2 separate regions of the Mus musculus genome follow, and region 1 is linked to region 2. Evidence: chromatin contacts called from public Hi-C data. All regions are on one chromosome and are shown on one strand. Each heading gives the region's core, a stretch centred on a gene start, on an enhancer-like site or on the middle of the called end of the contact. The rest is flanking DNA. Distances are from core to core; before and after follow the strand shown. Region 1 overlaps Tenm2 (teneurin transmembrane protein 2). Region 2 overlaps Tenm2 (teneurin transmembrane protein 2).

What was found. Hi-C and Micro-C count contacts between places; a contact is called where the count stands out from the background.
Region 1: a Hi-C map of cerebral cortex shows a contact between it and region 2, with 2.4 times the contacts expected there. The contact joins two enhancer-like sites. A contact is called at or near these places in 8 of 484 Hi-C or Micro-C datasets (the N1E-115 cell line, Sertoli cells, cerebral cortex and 3 more), 1 of 115 datasets of contacts at active chromatin or transcription factors (a beta-TC-6 cell line) and 1 of 9 other capture datasets (embryonic stem cells).

Annotation. Positions count from the first base shown.
Region 1 is chr11:36,149,343-36,154,814 of GRCm38.p6, forward strand. The region is part of intron 9 of Tenm2 (teneurin transmembrane protein 2); the gene reads right to left. Among named protein-coding and RNA genes, the nearest start is that of Gm46251, 12 kb to the right of the region's middle. Within about 2 kb of position 1,614, at least 4 of the 459 cell types and tissues checked have an H3K27ac peak or open chromatin away from gene starts, as enhancers often do. A contact at or near this core is called in the N1E-115 cell line, where this site is marked.
Region 2 is chr11:36,044,203-36,049,432 of GRCm38.p6, forward strand. It overlaps Tenm2 (teneurin transmembrane protein 2), which reads right to left. Exons shown (of 29, transcript NM_011856.4): 22 at 4,890-5,044; 23 at 2,565-3,439. Among named protein-coding and RNA genes, the nearest start is that of Gm42072, 49 kb to the left of the region's middle. Within about 2 kb of position 1,874, at least 86 of the 459 cell types and tissues checked have an H3K27ac peak or open chromatin away from gene starts, as enhancers often do. A contact at or near this core is called in the N1E-115 cell line, where this site is marked.

The DNA.
Region 1 (5,472 bases), core at 364-2,863, 100 kb after region 2:
AGGAACAGTGAGAAGCACATCTATACAATGTGTAGCCATCCAAGGCTGTTGCTGATCTGCATACTGTATTACATGGGCTACCTGGACCTCAGCACCACCAGGGGTGCTCTGTGGCGTCTCTTTTACTCCCACAAGGTAGGGGAGGGGAACAACTGACTACTGTCTATATTTGTTGACAAAAGGGAGGATTATTTTCTCCTTTTTCTTTTGCACAAACTCCAAGTGGTGGGAAAAAATAGAATTGTCTAGAAAATAAGAATTGTGTGTGTGTGTGCATATATATATATATATATGCACACACACACACACACACACACACATATATATATATATATAATCATGAGCCTGGGAAATCAAGTTTAAAATATGACCTACTTAAATTACTTAGGGAAAAAGTGAAGAAGAGTCAGGTCACAGTGTTCCTAAATGTAGCCTTTTTCTCAGTTTGTTTGATGCAAGCTTGCTGGGAGTGTGGGCAGAAATGCAAGACATTGGTGCTTGCTGGAAAGCAGGGCACTCAGAGGCTTGGGTGGTGCTGACATTAAAGAGCCCAAAAGAGACTGATGGAAGACCAAAACTCAAGGAATTTACTGCCACTAGAATGAAGAACAAAGCCTGATCATAGTCACTGGGTTTGCAGCATGGAGAGACAGGTACCCCACGAACAACTGAGTCTCAGACATAACTCATCCCAGGGCTTCAAAATAAATAAGTGTGGCTCCTATTTGTTGGTGCCGGAGAAGATGATTAGAAACTGGGAACCTACTTGTATTTTATTTATTGATTGATTTATTTATTGATTGATTGACTGTAATCACATAATGATCATTAACTTTTAAGATCATAAAGGAAAATTATTTGGACTCCATATCCTACTAATTGATAGCACAAAGTAGAAATGAAAACGACAAAGAACCGGGTGGCAGCAGCTGGTGTTCAAGTCTCAGCTGTGGGATTTGAACATGGTGACTTAACTTCTTGGGTATTCAGTAACCCCTTTAACGCCCCCCCCCCCCCAAAGAGTGGCTGGGAGGGAGAGGTGAAGTAACTCAACCAAGGAATCAACATAGGAGTTGAGACCCTGCTAGACAAGCAATGAATGGTCTCTGATCTTCCAAACTGGATCCCCAACCTGGATGGAGGGGGCTGATGTGACAAAAGAAATGTCACAGTTGTCACACACGCACTATTGTATACACACACACACACACACACACACACACACACAGGTACGCATGTATGCAAACACACCAAAAAGAGTGCCAGATGGCCCCAATGTTAAGTACTTGTCAGCTTCCTTTATGGTCCTGACTGGTCAGAAGCCACATGTGAGATGTCTTATCTTCCTCTCTTTCTCTTTCTCTCCCCTTTTCCACAGGCTTCCAGGAGTAGAATATTGTGCACTCAAGCTTCTATTTAAAATTAATTAAAATGTGTGTACAAATCGACGATTCCTGTTTTACTAAATCGAGTAAATGGAAGCTTTAGCCTCCCGCAGAAGGAAAATAAATTACCGCTGCCAGTAACGACTGACAAGTTAACAGGCTGATGACACAAAAATGACATAATTTAGAGTCACCTAAACGGTGTAAAGCTCATTTTAATGATCAAGCTGGAGTTTCCCCTTCCCATCGTCTCTGCAAGGGAGATGAATTATCAGTGTTATTTACTTGGTAGGCAGTTAAAGGACCAGCCACTCATTGGTGTTTTAAGCAAAACAAATCCTGTCTACCTGCCACTTTCAGTGGAGAGACTGCTCAGAGGGAAAGGAGGGGCTGTAGGAGAGGCTTAATATAATGGGAGAGGCAAGATGGTTACAGTTGACAAGCCATCTGGATTAGGCAAGACGAGGGGATCTCGGACAATGCACTTTTAGAAGTGATTTGAAAGCTGGTTTAAAAATTTTTTTATTAATTAATTTATTTTGTAGAGAGGGTCTCACATTTATAGTCCAGGTTAGCCTGGCACTCACTTTGTAGCTCAGGCTTGTCCCAGACTTGCAACCTTCTGCTGCAGCTTCCTGAAACCTGGGATTACAGGTGTGAGCCACCATGCCTGGTGCTGCAAACCCGTTTGAAAGCAGTCCTTTAGAAAAAGAGGCTTGGGAATCTACTAAACCCTCGCTCCTCAGGTAAATTGTCCAAGTCTCAGTGTGTACTGCTTTGTCTTCACTCCAAACAGATCAGCAACTATAGACAGTTAACCTAACACTAGTAACAGACAGGCTTTGTGGCAGGAAAAAAGATGGGAGGAAAGGGATGCCGCACTCCGGCCCACCCCACCCAACGAGTTGGGCTGACAATAAACATTTGAGTCATGGAGGCCGAGCAAAGCTGAGGGTCCCAACACCGAAACCAGCACCCCCCTTTCTCTCAAGGAGGAAAAAAAACAAAACCAAAACCAAAACCGCTGTTAGGAAAGGAAGGTTTCACTTAAGATCGCTGTAAGGGCATTTCATTTGCTGTACAACCAAACTGGCTCTTATTGAAACCTGTACCAAAGAATCAACTCCATATACAATGTAAAGAGCTGAATATTAGAGAGCACTGGAGAGTAATCTTATTTTCTTCAGGAGATATGAAAGATATGCCTCCTTGAGACCAGGAAGCAAAGGTGATTACATTTGATTGCATAAAATTTAAATCTTCTATTTGACAGTGGATACCAGCCTAAAAGAAAACCTAGGTCATAAGCGATATTGGGAAGGCAGATCTTAACGTGTTTTACAGGATAAAATTTACTATTTAATATGTACAAGGAGCTCTATAAATCAACACGAAGAGACAGACAAATGGAAAAGGGGGCAAACTGTATCAGAAATAATACAGCTTGCTGGATGAAGGATATTCAGATTCGGCAACAATTACATATAAACTTCAAGACTACAGAGATGTAATTCTAGGCTTCTCAGCCTGGAAGTTAAACTGAAGAGTCATTCACAGCCTGGGCTTAGGGTGCTGGGCTCTGTGGAGTACCGTTGCTGAAGGGTGGGAGTCCCAGCTGACAGAAAAATGCTGTGTCATGGAACATAGGCTCCAGCCAATGTCGTAGTAGCCTATGACATAAGCACAAAAATGCACAGCCTCTTCAGGCATTCAGTGTGTGTGTGTGTGTGTGTGTGTGTGCACGCAGCAGGACTCTCAATGAGAGGAAGGCAGAGGGTGCCTTCTGGCAGATGGGGGCAGAGCCCTTGGCTCCAGTGATGGGGGTGGGGCAGCTTCTGAAGAACCGACTTCCTCATTCCCGTTCTGTCAAATGGCACATTTAAGCAAGAGAGCGACTCAGGGAAGAATTACCAGAAGGACAAAAAATTCATCAGGTGTGTCAAATCTCTGACATTCAGGAGCCATGTGGGGAAAGCAGCACACGCTGACTTAAGCATGAAAGTATGGATGCTTTAATTAATCCGGGGTGAATTTAATTGCTTTAGTTAACTGGAAATCGGGTTAAAAATGATGCAGAGCATGCTGGGGTGTGTTAAAAACATGACATATGAGTTGGATGAATCGATAAATTAAAAGTGCACAGATGTTTTAATTAAACCCAGGGAAGTTAACGAAGATCGCAAGAGACTTTTAAGCCCATGATTAATTCAATTCATTTAAAATACCTGTAGAGATATGGAGACGCCTCCATTTTGAGAGTTAAAAGTTCTCAATCGATAAGTACTTAAGCTGCTTTAAAAAAAAAAAAAAAAGGAGTCTGAGGGGTGTGTGCCTGTGGCAGCAGCACTGGTTACACACGAGTCTCTGAGCTCTCTGGCGTATATATCAAGGCCTCTGCTGCGCAAGTCCGCAGAGGGGTTGAAGCACTGAGATAAATTTGCACCTCCACCGTGTGTCCCGCTGCCACAAGCCTGGGAGTGTCCCGCAGGCACAGTGGAGTGCTGAGTTCACCTGTGTCTCTATACCCGGGAGGGAGGAGCGACTCCTTAGAGAGGGGCTGGTAAACTGGACTGAGTTTCCTGTTGGCTTTCCCCCTAGCTGTGAGCAGACATTGACAGTTTTGTTTTTTTTTTTTTTTTTAACCTTTAAAGGGAGTTCTTGTGGAAATTGAAAAAAAAGTGAGATAATGCTGTGGGGGCCTGGCTCATGGTAAGAAATCAATAGATATTATTTTATTACTATTATTTTTATTAGGAGAAAATTGTTCCAACTAGTTACAGGGTAGAATGTCTGTCCCGTCTTCCAGCCTGTCCCCTCTAGAGACTGGATTGTTTCCTGTGTAAGTTTTTCTGAAACAATGGGGTTTCCCCTAATCCAGGGGCCTCATTTGCCTCCCCAGGATTAAGCACCGTCTGCCAGGACTCCTCAGCGATTAGCCAAGTGTGTCATAAGCCATATTGGGAAGGCAGATCTTAACGTGTTTTACAGGATAAGATTTACTCTTCAGCATGTACAAGGAGCTCTATAAATCAATACAAAGAGACAGACAAATGGAAAAGAAGGCAAACTGTATCAGAAATAATACAGGGTTAGGAGGAGAAAATGAGAAGCGGTTTGTGGTTTTGGGGGGCTCTGGGTCTCACTGGGCAGTCTCGGCAGAGTTCCAGGGCAGCGTGATCCAGATTCATACTCAGACCTGAATGTCTATAAGTCACTTGACGGAGGAAGGCCTGGTCTCTGGCTCTTCAGCCACTAGGAACCAGGCGTGCTCTCGAGGTCTCAGACTCAGTGAATTACAAAGTGTGACTAGAGTCCAGTAGATGGTATGTTGAGATGATTTAACAAGGTGCCAAATGTGGGGACCAGTAATCAAGCAGCAGAGGGTGTTTATAAAATACCACCTAGACAGGGCACAGTGATGGACACCTGATATCCCAGCACTTGGGAGGCTGAGGCAGGAGGATTGCCACAAGTTTGAAAGTTGACTACATAGTAAATTCTAGGCCACCATGGGATATATAGTGAGACTCTGAGGCTCTGTCTCATCAAAGCAAAAAAAAAAAAGACAAATAAATAAACCTCCCAAATACCCCTGCTTCTCTCTCCTAAGATCCAGTTTCCTTCGCTGTGAAATAAAGATTCTGTTCATTGTGAAGAGATGAGACCACATCACTCATTTGAAGTGCTTTGCATGGTGCCTGGGCCGTAGCTTATCTTTGATATGGGGTAGCAGTTATCCTTGTACCAGTCTGTTAAACGTGACTTTGCTCAGTGTGGCTGCTTAGTCACTTGCTGCAGAACATGTTCTGGGTACACCTGCTTCCAGCCCCTCCTCCTGGGTCTAGCTGCCAAGAAATCCTTGCACGGTTGCTTCTTCAGACCAGGGGAGGGGTCGGGGAAGGAAGGGTTGGGTTGTTAGAACTGCAACAGGCTGTGGAACATTCTGGAGGCAGCAGCCATAATCTGGACTCATCTGCATTCAGGGGTGGCAGAGGGAGATAGAAGCAGCCCAGGTAGGGTAGATGGGACCTGAGCATATTTCATGAGGGAGCGCGGCCGCTGTGTAAGAGGCCAAGTGATTCTTTGC
Region 2 (5,230 bases), core at 624-3,123:
ACTCTGGAAACATGGAGGCACGGGAGGATCCCCCAAAGCTCAATTCTTACATCTCCATTGTGGTTGGCTCTCCAAAAGCCACCTTCTAAGACAGAGGAATGTAACTGTTTCCAGAGTGAACCATTCCTGTTTGGAAGACCACAGAGCCTGCTCTTTCTATAACATAACTGCTGAACTCCATCCCACGGGAAGCCAGCATTTAGACTGTGTGATACCTGCTGGTTTTCCACTGGCTGGATATGGAGGAGTTGGCCACAACCACAGGGCACACATCATAGCGCCTCTCTTCTGGAGGGCCTGGCTTTAGGGACGTTCTATGTTTTATGCCTCTGGACCTCAGGATATGGGGACCGACAGAAGTGGGAACTGTGAGCAAGTACCAAGCACAGAGAGGACTAAAGTGCGAAGCGCACCCCTCAATTCTGCTGCTGACATATATCCCCGTCTAACACCCGCATCCTTCTTTAGGCAGGAGGGGCCGGAGACAGAGATGAGCTTTATTGCTTCTTTCCAGTCTTGTTAGCATCTCGTTTTTGTTGAGCTTCTGAATACCAAGGTTTGCTGATTTCTAAAGTTATCTAAAGCTAACAATGGACACCCACAACTCCTGTGCAGCTGATGCTACCGCCTGACAGATGTGAACGCAGGCGCTCAGGGAGGTTGAGAAACTTGTCCAATGCCAACGGGAAGCACATCTCAGAGCGGGCATCCACACCACTGCCTCCCTGATGCCGAGGCTGGGAGCTTCCTGGCAAGCGAGGCTTTGTCCTGCAGAAGGCTGTGCAGTTTGACATTCCCTCTAAGGTGGACTGTGGCCATCATACTCTATCTGGACTCAGTAGTCTGCAACTGGGGAAATTTTAATTCCAAGGCTGGGACTTCCTGGAACATTCTGGAACTGAGGGGAACATCTCACTGAAGCACATCCCATAGTTTTCTTCATTTCTGTTAATCTCCTTCTCTAGACTTCTGCAATCACTGTGTATGTTCACCTGGACCTTACACCCCTGACAGGAAGTGCAGCTTGTGTCTGAGTTTTTCCTTGGGAACCTAAGGAAAACTTGTATGTGTGAATCTCTCCACAACGGAAAATTTAGATGCTTGGATCTACTCACATTCTCAAGCCTATCAAATTAAAAGAGAAAACGTGAATCAGTTTCACTGTAACTCTTGATTAAACACTTCAAAAAAAAAAAAAAAAGAATCAAGTGTATATTTTCATTCGGCTGGGGACCTTTGGCAGCAAGCTGCCTCCAATCAAAGAGCTCATTTCTGTGGGATCCCTACACCCGAATTTCAGAACTGGACTCCAACCTAGGCCTAATTCAGGAGGGCCTCTGCTCTTCACTCAAGAGATTTAGCAGCTACAATGTATGTGTCTAAGGTCATTTGATATAACCGTTGCCAGAAGGAAGCGTCCGGGAGGTTTGTGGATTAAAGCCTTAACCCGACTGTGCTGAGAACTAAAGGTGATATACAGATGGTCCCCACAGAGGAAAAGAGCACTGGCTAGTGAAGGACGACCAAGTACCAGCACCTTGAAGGATGTGAAGCTGCTCAGAAGTCCCCATAAGCCCCAAGAAGGAAGACAGGACCAGGCAAACAATTCTGCAATGCAGTAAAACCGCCAGCAGGTGGCGACAGCTTCCTTTGCATTCTCCCAAACACACTGGCGTACAAACAGGAAGCGAACATTGTTGATTTAAGCGCGATCAACAATGAAGTCTTCTTTTTTCTTGTCCCACCCACCTCCATCTCTCTGTGGTATCCCCTCCCTAACTTACTAAATTCTCAGCTGGCAGCCACACGGAAAGCAAGCCAGGACTTGCTAATGTCTAACGTTCGCTCACTGCTGTGGAGAGCCCAGAGGCTGGCAGATTCCATTCAGTCTCCAGCAGGTCATTGGGGACTCAGGCTTAGTAGCTTCCTCCAACCAGCAGCTCTTAGGTTAATACCCGCAGCAGCAGGTTTGCTTGACCAAAGCCGCTTCAGGAGCTGGGGAAAACAGCTTTTTGGCAAAGCAAACGGTAGAACTATTAAGTATGAGATAATTGTTAGGGGAAATATGGCCAGCCCTCACATCTTTTAATATACCTAGCACTTTATCTGTATTGATCTGCTTCTGCTAAAGAGGAAATTCAGAGTTTATCTACCTGTCTGTGCAATCAAGTGTGTTGCTGGACCTATTGTTAAATCACAGAAGCCCCGCTGGGACCCTCCCTCTTCGTTTCTAATTTCCGCACCCATGGCAAACATGAATAATCAGTGGGGTTAATCAGCACTTTATCTCCCAGGTGCTGTGCGTGTCCAATATCCTGAAGTTTGAACGGCAAGCAGACAACAGGAATTCCCAATGCTGGCAGGGAGGATGCTCAATATCAGAGGCCCGACAGAGCAAATCATTTAGGAGTCGGGAGAAGGGACATGAATATCCTGCAGCTATAAGAAGTCATTAGAGTTAGCAAGACGTGACTAGGCAGTTTTAAAGACGATGCGAGTGGTTCATCTGGATGCCAGCTAGAGGAGGGGAGAGCTCTATAGAGATTGGTCAAAAGCCTACTTACTCATAAAAAGTTGTCCATCCAGTTTCATCACTCTTGGTGGCTAGGAGTCCAGTGTTCCCATCATAAGTCATGAGGCCCAGCTCCAGGTTCTGAGTGGACACGGCTTTGAGGCCTCCATTGGTGCCCACGGTAAGGGTGATAATCTGATTATCAGGCATGAGCAGGTGGCGGGGCATGCCACTGCTGTCCCGGCGGATCTTTAGGGAATTCCCGTTGTTGTCAATCAACTCGGTGACGTCATTGTCAGCGCTGTATGTGAAATTGTACAAGTACTCCCCAGTCACCAGACTCACAGTGTACTGATGGATACCATCAGCGTTGAACACGTACAATTCCTGTTCTCCCGGAGATGCAGCCTCATACTGGTTGAATGCGTTAAGAACGGGTTTATTTTTGCTGACCGCCCTGATCCGGATATTCCCAAGGTCTGCAATGTAGATGGTGCCATCTGGAGCCACGGCTAAGGAGGACGGCGAGTTTAGGATGGCGTCCGTGGCGTAAGCGTCATCTCCCGAGTAGCAGATGCAGTTGACATCGTTTTTGCAGTCACAGTCTGAGGCCGCCCCGGCTAAGAGGCAGATCTCTCCATTGGTGGTGACTTGGCGTAGGCGGTTGATCTTCTTCTCGTCCGTCTCAGTGATGTAGAGCACCCCAGTGTGAGAAATAGCAATGGCGCTGGCTGATTCCAGCGCAGAATGGATGGCGAGTTTGCTGAGCGAGTAGTCGATGCCGGGAACCTGGCAGTGCATAGGCCGTCCCGCGATGATGCTGACCTGGTGGTTCTCCGTGATCCGCAGGATGACGTTGTTCTCCAGAACGTACAGGGAGTTGTCCATGGGGTTGACGGCGAGGTCTGTCGGCCATTCTAGACGGACCTGCACACGACAGATGGCATTTCAAGAACAGCCTCGAACATGTTAATTTTATTCGTCTAGGAGAAAATGACTTAGCTTTTAAAAATATTCATTTTATTTCCCGTGTGTGAATGCTTTCCCTGTTTGCATGTGGGAACCTCGTGCATGCCTGGTCAGAAAGGGTAAGGCCGTTGGATCCCTTGGAACTGGAGTTATAGATAGTTGTAACCCACCACATGGATGGTGGGACTTGAACCCAAGTCTTCCTCAAGGCCCAGCTTGAGGCATCTCTCCAGCACCAACTTAGCCTTTAAGTAGCAAGCTGTACTAGGAGGGCTCATCACTGAACCATTTGCCTGAGCTGGCTGTTTATGATAGAGAGGAGGGGAGCATGTGACAGACTCTGCCTTCAGTTTCATCTGTCTTGACTCGATCCTGGCAGCTCCATCCACACCAGTGTTTCTCAGCTCCAGATGACTAACCAGGGCTACAGCCATCCAATGCGGTTGTACAGGTAGATAAATGCATAAGGGACCAAGGCAATTCAGCCCAGCGTCAGCTCTGCGAGCCATGGGTCAGGGAAGGCTGTGTTCATTTAGAGATGACACATTTGTCTAAGTTGGGAAAAAGCAACCATGTGGCTTGGAAGGTGGCCCTAGCCCAAGAACAGACAAAGAACAGGCTGGCTAACAAACTACAACTTGAGTGTTTGAGAGAAAAAAAAGAGAAACGAACAAAGCCAAGTCAAGTACATCCTTCTTCTGTGGAATTTGAAATAATTAAAAAAAAAATCTCAGTAGCAAGTTGTCAGTTTGTTGGGAAATTTGAGTTAAAATTTATGAGTTTGACCAAGAGTTGAAAAGACTCTCACAGGCCTGGGCCCGGTGGGCATACATGCTAGCCTCTTTGAACGAATGTTGCACATTTGAGGAGCCCGTGGTCTCTGCCACCCTAAGAGACCTGACAAAGCACACACATCGGGATGATTGAGGAGGGCCTTGCTCTAGTAACTACTGCACAAGGTGGAGGTTTATATAGTGAAGATGCCACCATTCCAGATTAACAGGGAAGTTCTGACTGACATGTGCACGTAACACCAAACCATACAGTCTCAAACCTTTGAGAATGGTGGAGACGAGAGATAATTATACAGCAGTTCCTACCCTGTAATCTGCTACTGCTAGAGTGTGCTGCCAGCTTTGCTTCTTAGAGTAGAATTGCCCTCTCTGTTCTCTCCCTCTCCCTCCCTCTCCCTCCCTCTATCCTGACGATCTCCTTTCTGTTGCCTCTCTCTCTCTTCTTGTTCTCTCCCCTTCTCTTTTCTACCGTGCACATTTCACACTGACGTCTCCTTTACCTCAATTCTTCCCCAGATGCATTCGGAGAGCACGCTCCCAACTCACATCGGAACCCGAGGGAACTATGGGTTGAGACCAGGGAGTGGCTAAGGATGAGAGATAAAGAGTCCCACCTGGGCCACGTCCATGCTCGAGTCACAGCTCAGTGGTCGGACAGCTGTGAGGTCATTGGAGCCCAGCAGGGTGGAGATGATTCCGTTTTGGTCCACCTTCCGGATCATGGTGGCATCAACAAAGTACATAAGCCCATTCTTGTCTACTGCAATACCTGGGGAAGGAAGCAGCGTGGATGCATTTTTTCTGACAGGAGGATGGTTTGTGGAGGAGATGGGGATATGCCCTACTCTGGGCATGATGTGCTTGGACCAGGGACCTTACTGGGATGGGTAAGCATCCTCAGTCCTTTAAAGGCAAACACTTCTCAAGGACACTGTGCTGTGCTGTGCACAATTCT